Regions from separate parts of the Gossypium arboreum genome. Here region 1 is linked to region 2. The links are chromatin contacts, called in public Hi-C maps. All regions are on one chromosome and are shown on one strand. Each heading gives the region's core, a stretch centred on a gene start, on an enhancer-like site or on the middle of the called end of the contact. The rest is flanking DNA. Distances are from core to core; before and after follow the strand shown. Region 1 holds the start of LOC108465374. Region 2 holds the start of LOC108458777 (2-C-methyl-D-erythritol 4-phosphate cytidylyltransferase, chloroplastic).

Evidence for each region. A called contact is a pair of places that touch in the nucleus more often than the background predicts.
Region 1: a contact with region 2 is called in a Hi-C map of leaf, with 2.5 times the contacts expected there. The contact joins the promoter of LOC108465374 here to the promoter of LOC108458777 in region 2. A contact is called at or near these places in 2 of 5 Hi-C or Micro-C datasets (both in leaf).

The regions. Positions count from the first base shown.
Region 1 is chr6:78,439,667-78,444,685 of ASM2569848v2, forward strand. It overlaps LOC108465374, which reads left to right and starts at 1,543. Exons shown (of 11, transcript XM_017765708.2): 1 at 1,543-1,900; 2 at 2,665-2,790; 3 at 3,252-3,339. The coding sequence starts at 1,790.
Region 2 is chr6:78,266,466-78,272,315 of ASM2569848v2, forward strand. LOC108458777 (2-C-methyl-D-erythritol 4-phosphate cytidylyltransferase, chloroplastic) reads right to left here and starts at 3,234. Exons shown (of 13, transcript XM_017758181.2): 1 at 2,985-3,234; 2 at 2,722-2,801; 3 at 2,572-2,643; 4 at 2,258-2,313; 5 at 1,885-1,964; 6 at 1,556-1,638. The coding sequence starts at 3,117.

The sequences.
Region 1 (5,019 bases), core at 293-2,792, 170 kb after region 2:
AATTTGTTAACAAAATAATTCAAACTTTAAATTATTTTATTACGGTAAATAATTTATCTAATGAATTTTACCTTGTTACGAAAGGAAACGTGTAAGGGTAGTTTGCTTCAGAATGTAAAATGGCAGTTGATACTACGCCCATGACTGTAGTAGTAGCATGCAACCACCAATTTTAATTTTTCATGGTTGTGTTGCCTAACACATCTCCAGTACAAGGTTGCCAACACGACGAACCCCTAATTGAGTTCACCTGCTTCTTTAAAGTTGACGAGTTTCAGCAACCACCTTAAATAGACGAGATTTTGTGATGTATCTGGCATTAGGATACCCTCGATAATCATAAGGATGTAAGCCCGAGCATGTTGTTCTCTTTTGACTTCAGTCGAATCCTCATCGAGCTCATCAAAATTTCTTCTTAACTAAGTCATTTCTATCCAACCTTCAAAAAGTGTTTCCAGAACCAACCCCAAAAGTTTGTCGCATACCGCTTTCCAATCGGTATGAACAGTCTCAGTCAATACGGACCCATCCACTGGTAACTCGAGCTGTAACTGCATATCTTTTAGAGTGATGGTACACTCGCCGCATGAAACATAGAAAGTGTGCGTCTCCACCTTTCCTCCAACGCGCTTACGAGTTTCGGTCTAACTTACATCCCTACCTACAAGGGCCACGTGCGAAAAACTTACTTCTCTTAAAGGTGATGGAGGAGCGGGTAGATTACGAATGTTGGATTGCAAAATTCGATCTTCCGCCTATTCAAGAAAAAAAATACAAAATATTAAATTAAAATATAATAAAAATATAAAAATTATACAACATTAAAATATAATAAGAAATATTCTTACCATATGCAATTGATTGACAAAAATGTGGTTATTATAATGACGGATTAGAGAATTTGAATTTGCCATTGATAATTTTAAAAAAAACCCAAAAATTTGTGTTAGAAAAATAATTTAAGAAAATGTTAAGATAACTTAAATAAAAAAGAAATAAAATTGAGAGAGCAAAAAAAAAATAGTGAATTTAAATGGGTATTGAGAGGAATTTGAGAGACAATTGAGAATCTGAGAGAGAGTTGAGATTGAATTGGAAAAAAATAGAATGCTAGGTTTATAAGAAAATAAATTTGACCGTTTGGGTAGGTGTCCAACGGCTAATTAAATAGTCATTGGAAAAATAGCCATTATTTTTTACTGTTAGGGGAAAAGTACTTCTAGTTGGAATTGTTTTCTAGGCAACACGCTGAAAATACTTCCAGTTAGAAGCACTATCTAAAAAATGGCCTATTTTTATAATTTTTATTAAAATCTATTATTTTTATTTGCCATTTATTGATAAATTAGTCCTCTCAATCATCTAAAATCTAGTTTTTTTTTTTGAAGGTACAAAATTTAGTGTTATACTAAATGGATTATGAATAAAAATAATCAAAGCCATCAAGAGAAAATAAGTTATAAATTAATTTTGTAAATAATGTAAAAAAATGTAAATAGCATAATCAAAAGTGAACAAAATAGTTGAGAAAACAATGGTGGGTGGTAGGAAATGGATTTTTCTGTTGATGTATCAGAAATAAACGGTCTAGATTTTATGGTTACAAAAAAATAAATTAGAATTGATTGTGGCGTATCCCTCTGTTCGTACATTCCTGTCCATCAAGATCTATCGCCCACCCCAAAAGAAAAGAAACCCTTCTCTAAAGATCTTGAATCTTAAAAAGACAAGAACAGAGAAAGAAAGAAAGAAAGTTGTTTGAAGAAAAGAAAAATTATTAATTTAGAGAATGTCTTTAACATGTGTGAAAATGTCTGAGGATGTTTGGTTAACTTGTCTTACACATGCATTGTCCACTGAAACTGAAGAGATCATGGGTCTTCTTCTCGGTGATATTGAGGTTTGTCTTTTTTTCCCTCCTCCTATATATGTTTGCATAAAATCCTTGTCTCAAAATCAATCTTTTTTTCTTTTCAAAAATTTTTAATGTAATTTATATGGCGCCTGATGTTAAAAGGGGGACTAATGTCAAAATTCTTTGGGTTTTTCGTTTTAATTTTTAGCTGAAATGGGTTCTTGTATTTTAAGTAAAAAATTGATCTAATTTTTCCAAGTTTTATTTATATGCTTTGGGTTATTGTTGAAGTCAAGTTTTAGTCTTTGATTTTTTCCTTCTGAATGTGTGTGCTTATAGTAAGCAGTAGATTATATATCTTAAATTTTTTTTTTGTTTAAGGGACTGAGTTTTACCAATTTCTTGTTCAGTTTGGATAATGCAAATAAACTGAAGAAATTCACACCTTACTCTTTCCTGATTTTGATGTGGAAATCCCCTTTATTGCATTAATTTTATACATTAGCAGATGTAGTTCTTGTTATGTATTTCTAAAAAGCAATGTTGGAAGTGTATCTACCTTTGGTTCATTTTGACTTTGTGGATTGTTGCATTCAATAAGCCATTTTTACTGAAACACGGTCCTAGGAACTTGAACCTCTTTATACGTAACATAACTGATGATAAGTCTGATCTTTTTAAACTTTGGTTTCATACGACAAAGAGTATTGCTCTGTAATATGATTGGTTTGTCTTGCACTTTTGTCATTCTATTTTCTGGATTTTATGATTCAGTTTATGTTCCTTTGTTCACCTCTTGCAAATTCCAGTACTCAAAAGATGGAAATGTCACTGCATTGATATGGGGAGCGTCACCACAATCACGATCTGATCGGCGGAAGGACCGAGTTGAGACAAATCCTGAACAGTTGGCAGCTGCATCAGCTCAAGCTGATATATCCTTAAATCTTTGTGCATTTTTTCTTTGTTGTTAATGAATTGGCGTTTGATTTTGTGTTCATTACAGTATAAAAGAAAATTAGTTCGCTGGTCACTAGTGTTGGCCTTTCCAGTGATTCCTAGTGATGATTTAAATCTTGTAAATCATGATAAGTGTCTAGAAGAGACTAGTTTATCGTGTTCGTTAGTAATTTGCCTAATTATCTAAAGCTTTAGTTTTCTAAATGTGCTTGCACTGTGTTTAATGTGAAATGATAATTTTTTCTGCTTAGCTGCTTTCACCAAAAGCCATTTTTAGAGCTAACTTGAATTTGTTAATTTCTGCAACTTACACCAAATGTCATTGGCATAAAAGTGTAGAGCTAGTATAACTTTTACCATAAATATCTTTTGTGTGTTCTGATTTAGTGACATGTTCAAGATTCTTAGCTTTGTTTTGAAATTAACTTCAAGGTACAGAATGACTGCATCGACTGGCAGAACAACACGAGTTATTGGGTGGTACCATTCACATCCCCATATTACTGTTCTTCCTTCTCATGTTGGTAAGTTTTGAACAATTAGTTTTGTTTTTGCAAAAAAACTTAATTTGCTGACCTAGCTTTTTGATAAGAAAAATATATTCGTCTGTTTGAAGCATTATATTGAAATAAGTTGGGAGAATAACATGATACTCTTTGTGTGTGCACTCTTTTGTTTAGGGGTGAGCGTTCGATCGAATCGAATGAAAAAATTTCGAGTTAATCGAGTTGACGAATCATATTTAATCTAATTTGATTTGAAATTTTCTCGAATCGAGTCGAGTGAAATGGAATTCGAATCGAATCGAATATATTTGTTTGAGTTAAATTTTAAAAAATAATTTTAGGTCCTTGTGCCCACTGTCACCTATCATAATAAAATTTATCCACTTAATCAAATTTTTTTTATTAACTTTCATCACCTCATAATTTATTTATTAATCTTTTATATACGGCTTAACTTCTTTGCTTGCTTAGTTGTTTCAATTATCTTTAGATTCTTGTCACTATGTATTTTGGAATAAAAGAATATATTAAATGTAAAAATGTGATTTTTTAATAAAAGTTATTTTAAATATAAAATGTGAAATTGATACCAATACAAAATTTTAGCACGAATATTTTATGGCATAGTTAATAATTCAATTTTAATATAAATATTCAATATGACTAAACAATTCAATAATATAAATAATATAAAATGTGAAATTTAATTTAATAATATAAATAGTATATATAAATAAAATTATTACTATTTATGTTTAGTGATTTTTGGATAATTTTGATTTTTATTTGAGAGTAAGGGTGAGAAGTAAAAGTTTAGGAGCAAAATAAAAAGTTTTGGGGAATAAAAGTTTGAGGGAAAGTAAACGGGGGAGTAAAATTTTGGAGGGAAAATATTAAAAAAAATATTTGGGGGATGAGTTTGGGGTAGATCGGAGGTGGATGGGAAGGGAGTAAAAGTTTAGGGGGAAAGCGGGAGGGAGTAAAAATTTTGGGGAAAAATAAAAAGTTTTAAGGGTTTTTGGGAGTAAAATTTTGAGAAAAAGTAAATGGGAGAGTAAAATTTTGGTGGGAAATGGATTTTGGGTAGATTGGGGGGTTGGGATGGGAGAGGAGTAAAAGTTTGGGTAGGAAAGTGAGGAGGAGTAAAAGTTTTGAGAGAAAAGTAAAAAAGTTTGAGAGTTTGGGGTAAAAATGTAAAATATTATAGTTTGATATTCAAATTATTCGAGTTATTCGAATTCGAAAACTCAACTCGATTCTAACTCGAAATTCGAAAAAAAATTCGAGTTGACTTGAATAACTCGATTCGTTTAACTCGAAATTCAAGTTTTTTTTTGATTTTTTCGAGTCGAATCGAATTTTGTTCACCCTTACTTTTGTTTCAGTTTGAGCAGAATTTTCACATGTACAGTTACCTTTTTGAAATCCTAAGTTGTTTTTGTTTGTTTACTTGTATCATGAATTATTGAATGTTCAAGTGCTTAGTCCTTTTTGCATGTCTAGGTTATTCAATTTTCGGTCACAGTCTCCTATTAACTATTGGATGTATTTTATATTTAATCCAATGGTTGCAAATTAAGATGATTGGTTTTCTAGTCCTGTTAATTTTCAACCTCGCAAGTGTGGAACCACATCCTTAATGACATTGTGTAGCTGATATGAGAGTGTTTGCTTATTGGTGAAACTTGACGAAGAGGA
Region 2 (5,850 bases), core at 1,984-4,483:
ATGGCATCCATAACATACAAAGTAAGGTATTCTCTTGGAAAATATCAAAGGAAATTCCAAATTAACCAGCCACAGCATCCATCAACATTATGCCCTGACACGTAGGACCAGAAAAAGGACAAACTATCCACATATAAGTTAAGAATCGGATAACTATTCAATACAAAAGAAGGTACTAGGACAAAGGAAGAGATAGATATAACTTTTTGAGTTGGCAAATTATGGTGTGAGATTGTTTAGTACTATATTCAAGGGGTTAATATTTTAAGTACATACTTTGGGAGGGAACTATAATTTGAGGAATAGACCTAAATTCTAATGTCAGAAATGTCGAGAAAAAGGCCACAGCTATATGCAATTCTACCTTTGTAGAGAGATTATGATAACATTCCTGTGGAATCAAGAACATAAATTTTCTAGATGTTTATGTTTTAGAGTAATTTGTGTGAAACAAAACTCAGCAAGAAAATTTCAGAAAGGAGAATTTCATTGAGATCAGAATTATTGGATGCCGGTACTGCTGGACCATAATTGGGTCCCTTTATAAGACGTGGAACAAATTTCATTCTATAAGGCAGACATCCACTACTGAAAAAAGGTCAAAGATGATGCAACAAACAAATACAGATAATAAAAATGGGAAGTGTTAAAGGGTAACTTAAGTTATAACTTAAGTTATCTCACACTATTATGCCTTGACATGGAGGACCAGAAAAAGGGCAAACTGTCCACATACAAGTTAAAAAATTGGGTAACTAATCAATAGAAAAGAAAGTACTATGACAAAGGAAGAGATAGAATATAACTTTTTGAGTTGGCAATTTATAGAGTGAGATTGTTTAGTACTATATTCAAGGGGTTAGTATTTTAAATACATACTTTGGGAGGGAACTATAATTGGAGGAATATAACTAAATTCTAATGTCAGAAATGTCGAGGAAAGGGCCAAAGCTATATGCAACTCTTATCTTTGTACAGATATTATGATATCATTCCTGTGGGATTGAGAACATAAATTTTCTAGGTGTTTATGTTTTAGATTAAATTGTGTGAAACAAACCTCAGCAAGAAAATTTCAGAAAGTAAGATTACATTGAGATCAGAATTATTGGATGCTGGTACTGCCGGACCATAATTGGGTCCCTTTATAAGACGTGGAACAAATTTCATTCTATAAGGCAGACATCCACTATTGACAAAAGGTCGAAGATGATGCCACAAACAAATGCAGATAATAAAAATGGGAAGTGTGAAAGGAAGGGTAACTTATTCCAGTCTAGGAGGCACAAAGAAATGCAGAAAAATAAGAAAGGAAATATTATATGAAGAATAACTTGCTTTTCAGTAGAATTTCCAAGATCTAAAGTGAGCTTTTCTTAATAAAGAATAATGACTTAGCTTTGGAAGCTACACCAAAGACTAGTTAAATATCATAGTGCACAAGTATCAAAATGAGGAAACAAAAGATTGCAGCAAAGACAACTCAACAGTATGTATACTCAAACTAACAGTGTTCTTTAGTTCTACTCTTAATATCAAAGCATTTTGCTGATACCTGAAGGCCACTGTAAACAGAATCCTGTCTCTCCTTCCCAGGAAGCGTGAACTTAAGGTCTACATTAATTTTGTCTATGGCTTCTGCAACAAATATCATCATATTACAAGAAGTATCTCCTGAAGAACTGGAATCAAAGATCTATCTAGGAAACCAAACAATGAAACACTTCTCAAGGGAGTTAACCACAAGCACAGAACATCCATACCCATTTCAGTGGTGGGAGTGATTGCCCAAACACAGTCAACCAACAAAATGCATGTATGTGCATGCATATGCATGTTGTTGTATACATATATATCGTGTGTGTGTGAAAGAGAGAGAGAGACCTTCGAAGATGTCCTTGTACGATGGATCACAGACCACAACAATTTCTTTCACTTCAATCATTCGTGAGAAAGTATGTAAACTGCCAAATAAAAATCACATTTGAGGAAAACAGTTACCATCATAAGGAACAGATAGACAAAGACAACATTTACAACTAACCTGTTATAACCCAATGACCACAAAAGTGAAAGACTCCATGTGGTGTTAAACAACATGGAGCCTAAACAACTCAATATACACTGTACATTTTCCAAACATTATTCAACAATCCTTACATCTAAAATGGTACTCTAGATTTATAGATTCCAAATATAAGCTTGCATCAAGTTGATGAATAAAAGGAATAAGTTGATAGAAGCTGTTCTTATTTACCTATACAAAGCAATTGGTTGTCCTAAAAGTGGTAGGTACTGCTTTGGCATGCTTGCCTATTTAGACAAACAAAAGAAAACTATAATCTAGAAAATATAAAAGAACCACCAATAACAAAGGATGTGTAATTTAAAGGAAAGCCATCAGATTTTTTTATTTTTTTTTAAAAGGCCTTAAAACTTTACGGGCCATTTCAACACACCCACACAGAGAGATTGATGCTCAAGTGATTTAAAACCACCATTGATGATGTATAAAAACGAACTCGATAAATGATGGCAAACACAATTGAATGAATAAGAATAAATACTCACACCCATTCTTTTGCCTTTGCCTCCAGCTAAAAGAATGACTGAAACGCTTTTTTCATTCACAACTGCAGAACCCTGGGTGAAAACCAAAACCTACCAATTTCAACAAAAATACTGCAGTGGATATACATAGAGACATAATATTCAATGTACTTTTACATAATCAACTTTTGCCGAACACTTGATCCCATAAGTACGGACTCTGGCCCTTCTTCTCAAACCTACTTTTTGCCCTGAAAAAAAAAAAGAGAAGCGCCAAATGAAAAGAAAATAAGGGCCAGGAAAGCTTTCCCAATTAGGATCCGACCCAGCTCGATCTGACCATCGGATACGGGGAGTCTCAGTCCAAAAACGAAAAAATTACAAAAGAATCAAGAAAGGATTGCGAAGAAAGAAGGGAAATGAAATCTACTTACCTGATGAAGAGAAGCTAACGTGAAAGTGAGAAAAGGAAGGGAAAGAATTGGCGGTAACATGAGTAGATTTTGATGGAAAAAATTGAGTGGAGATGGAGCAAGTAGGAGCGTTGTTAAACAGAAGAAGTCCCATCTTTCGCGCACTGTCATCTCAGCGGCGGCCTTATGTAATGGCCCAAATTAGACCTTAGTCCGCAAAGCGGTAATATTGTAATTAGGTATGTGAGTCAACTTACCGGTCAACTATATTATGGCACAACTAATGTATTTTATTTTAATGAAAGAGAGATATTTATTCAAAGAAAAACATTACAGCAAAGCCTCCCAAGGAAGAATATACGTCTTATTTGTTCATACAATTTATAGTAAGCAGGATAGTGGCGTAATTGAATAATTAATTAAATTTATAATTTGGCTCATATACTAAATTCAACTAAATTAAATAATAAAAAAATAAAACAACAACTAAATTAGATTAACAGGCTGATGATTAACTCGTTTCAGTGGTTGCAGTTAACATCAAAATTTGTGTTTTAATGGAATTAACTACTAATCAACTAGTATTATTTCCCAGCCTCTACTAATTAACTAATCGATAGGTACTTGCTTATCTCCCTACTTCATTTTCCTCGTCGGGATAAATCACGATTTACTCAACCAACTTATCTCCCGACCCGTTTAACCTAGATGACTCTCTAGGGTCGCCAATCCTAGGGTTTAAACATACATAATTTAAAACTAGTTAATTCCTTCGGGGAATTCATATTCTTCCGTTAACTACTCCCACACTCACTTGTCAATCTTCCTAGAGACTTATCCTCTCAAGGATCTAGACTCCATAACTCTTATATTTAATTTAAATATGCAAAAGAACACAAATAAATTAAATGAGAGAAATATAAGAAATTGCTCAATCGATTGAATTGAATGTGATAGAATTGGCGTGGTCTTGTAATCGTTCACGAATCTTGATGTTTGTGAACGAACAATAAAAGAAAAAATTGAATACTTCCAATTAAAAACTTAGGTTCAAATCGAACCTATGTTGAAAAAATCTCAGTTTGAAAATGGTTTTCTTACACAACAGAAAATTAAAATTTTGAAAATCAACCCAATTGGTGATATTTATAGCAATAAACCTTAACCAAATTCATACATCAGTTTTTGACTTAGCAAAAGTTCATTGTTCTCTATTTTCAACCAAACGATCTTCTCCGCTATTCTCGTACCACAAACTGCTTCAAGTGTGGGTTTGAACCAATTAAATTGAAACACAAAACTAGAAAAAGTTTTCTCTCCATTTGGGGTGAAAACGAAAGTTCTCTCTTTTTAATCCTGGTTTGAAAATGATTTTCTTGCACAGCGGAAAATTAAAATTTTGAAAATCAACCAGGTTTGTGATATTTATAGCAATAAACATTAACCGAATTCGTACCTGTGTTTTCAACTTAGCGGACATTCGTTGTTCCTAACTTTCAACCAAACAATCTTCTCCGCTATTCTCGTACTATGAACTGCTTCGAGTGTGAGTCCGAACCAATTGAATCGAAACACAAAACTAGAAAAAGTTTTCTCTCTTTTTGGGGTGAAAATGAAAATTCTTTCTTTTTAATAAAAACCGGTAGAATTGTTATTCCGAAAAAATATATGTAATAGTTGAGAATAAATTCTCTCTATTTTTCGGTAGAATAACAATCTCTCAAAGTCGTCGATGAAAGTCACGTAATAATCATAACTTCCTCGGGCACTGATGCTCTTGGGACCACATACATCAGTGTATACAAGTTTTAAAGGTTGATTGGCCCTTGTACCTTTCGCATTAAAATACATCTTAGTCAACCTTTTAAACAAGATTCATATTGTAGAAGACTAACTTCTTTAAGCATACTTAAAGGACCATCTTTCACGAGTCTAGTGATTCTTTTTTGGTTATGACCAAGTCTTAAGTGCTATAGGTACCCCTAATTAGAGCGAGAAGTTTTAAGTTTTTTATTCACTATTTCAGTTTGAAGTATCGAGTAGTTATTTGGTTTGATAAAGTAGAGATTGTTTTCCATCTATCCATCCATTATAGATTAAAGAACGATTTTTATGAATAGTAATCCATTTATTGAATGTCACGGTATAACTGTCATAAAATAAACATGCTATAAAAATTAAATTCCTCTTAAAATGAGGTACATATTATATGTTCTTTAAAACAATTTTCCTAAAATCATCAAAATGTAAAATAACTTCTCCCACTACTTCGGCTGAAACATAGCTCCCATATTCGGTCTACAACGAGAGGCTCCTGTCACACAGACTTCTCGTTTTGTTGAACCGCTGTAAAGAAACACATATATGATTAGTGGCTCCAAATTCAATAACCCAATTTTCAATTGATTCTTCCACTAAGTAAGCTTCAACCACAAAGAGTTTCATACATTTTTCCTTTTGGGCTAGGAAATATAAATACTCCTTGTAGTTTGATATGAAATACTCTTTTGTGTTGCAGAAGAAACATTTGATCTTTTTGGTATATTTTGACTTCTTAGCCTTCTTCCTATCCACACAAGGTGTAATCGAAGACTTATTCGGTTTCTTCTTTCCCTTAGTTTTCCGTTTCCACTTAAAGGACGAAGGGCTTATAGCTAAGTTTACCTCAAGTTTCTCCTGATTTGACTTACCACCATTCAGCATCAACTCAGGGGATTGTAATTGCTTAATGAGTTGAGTGAAGGTAAGCGCTTTGTTCCCTAAGTTGTAAGCAGCCCTAAAACCAGCAAACTCCTTGGTTAAAGATTTGAACACTATTTCAATCTGAGCGTTCATGTCTAGTTCAGCCTCATTATCCTCCATTTCAACAATGAATCCCATAAGTTTA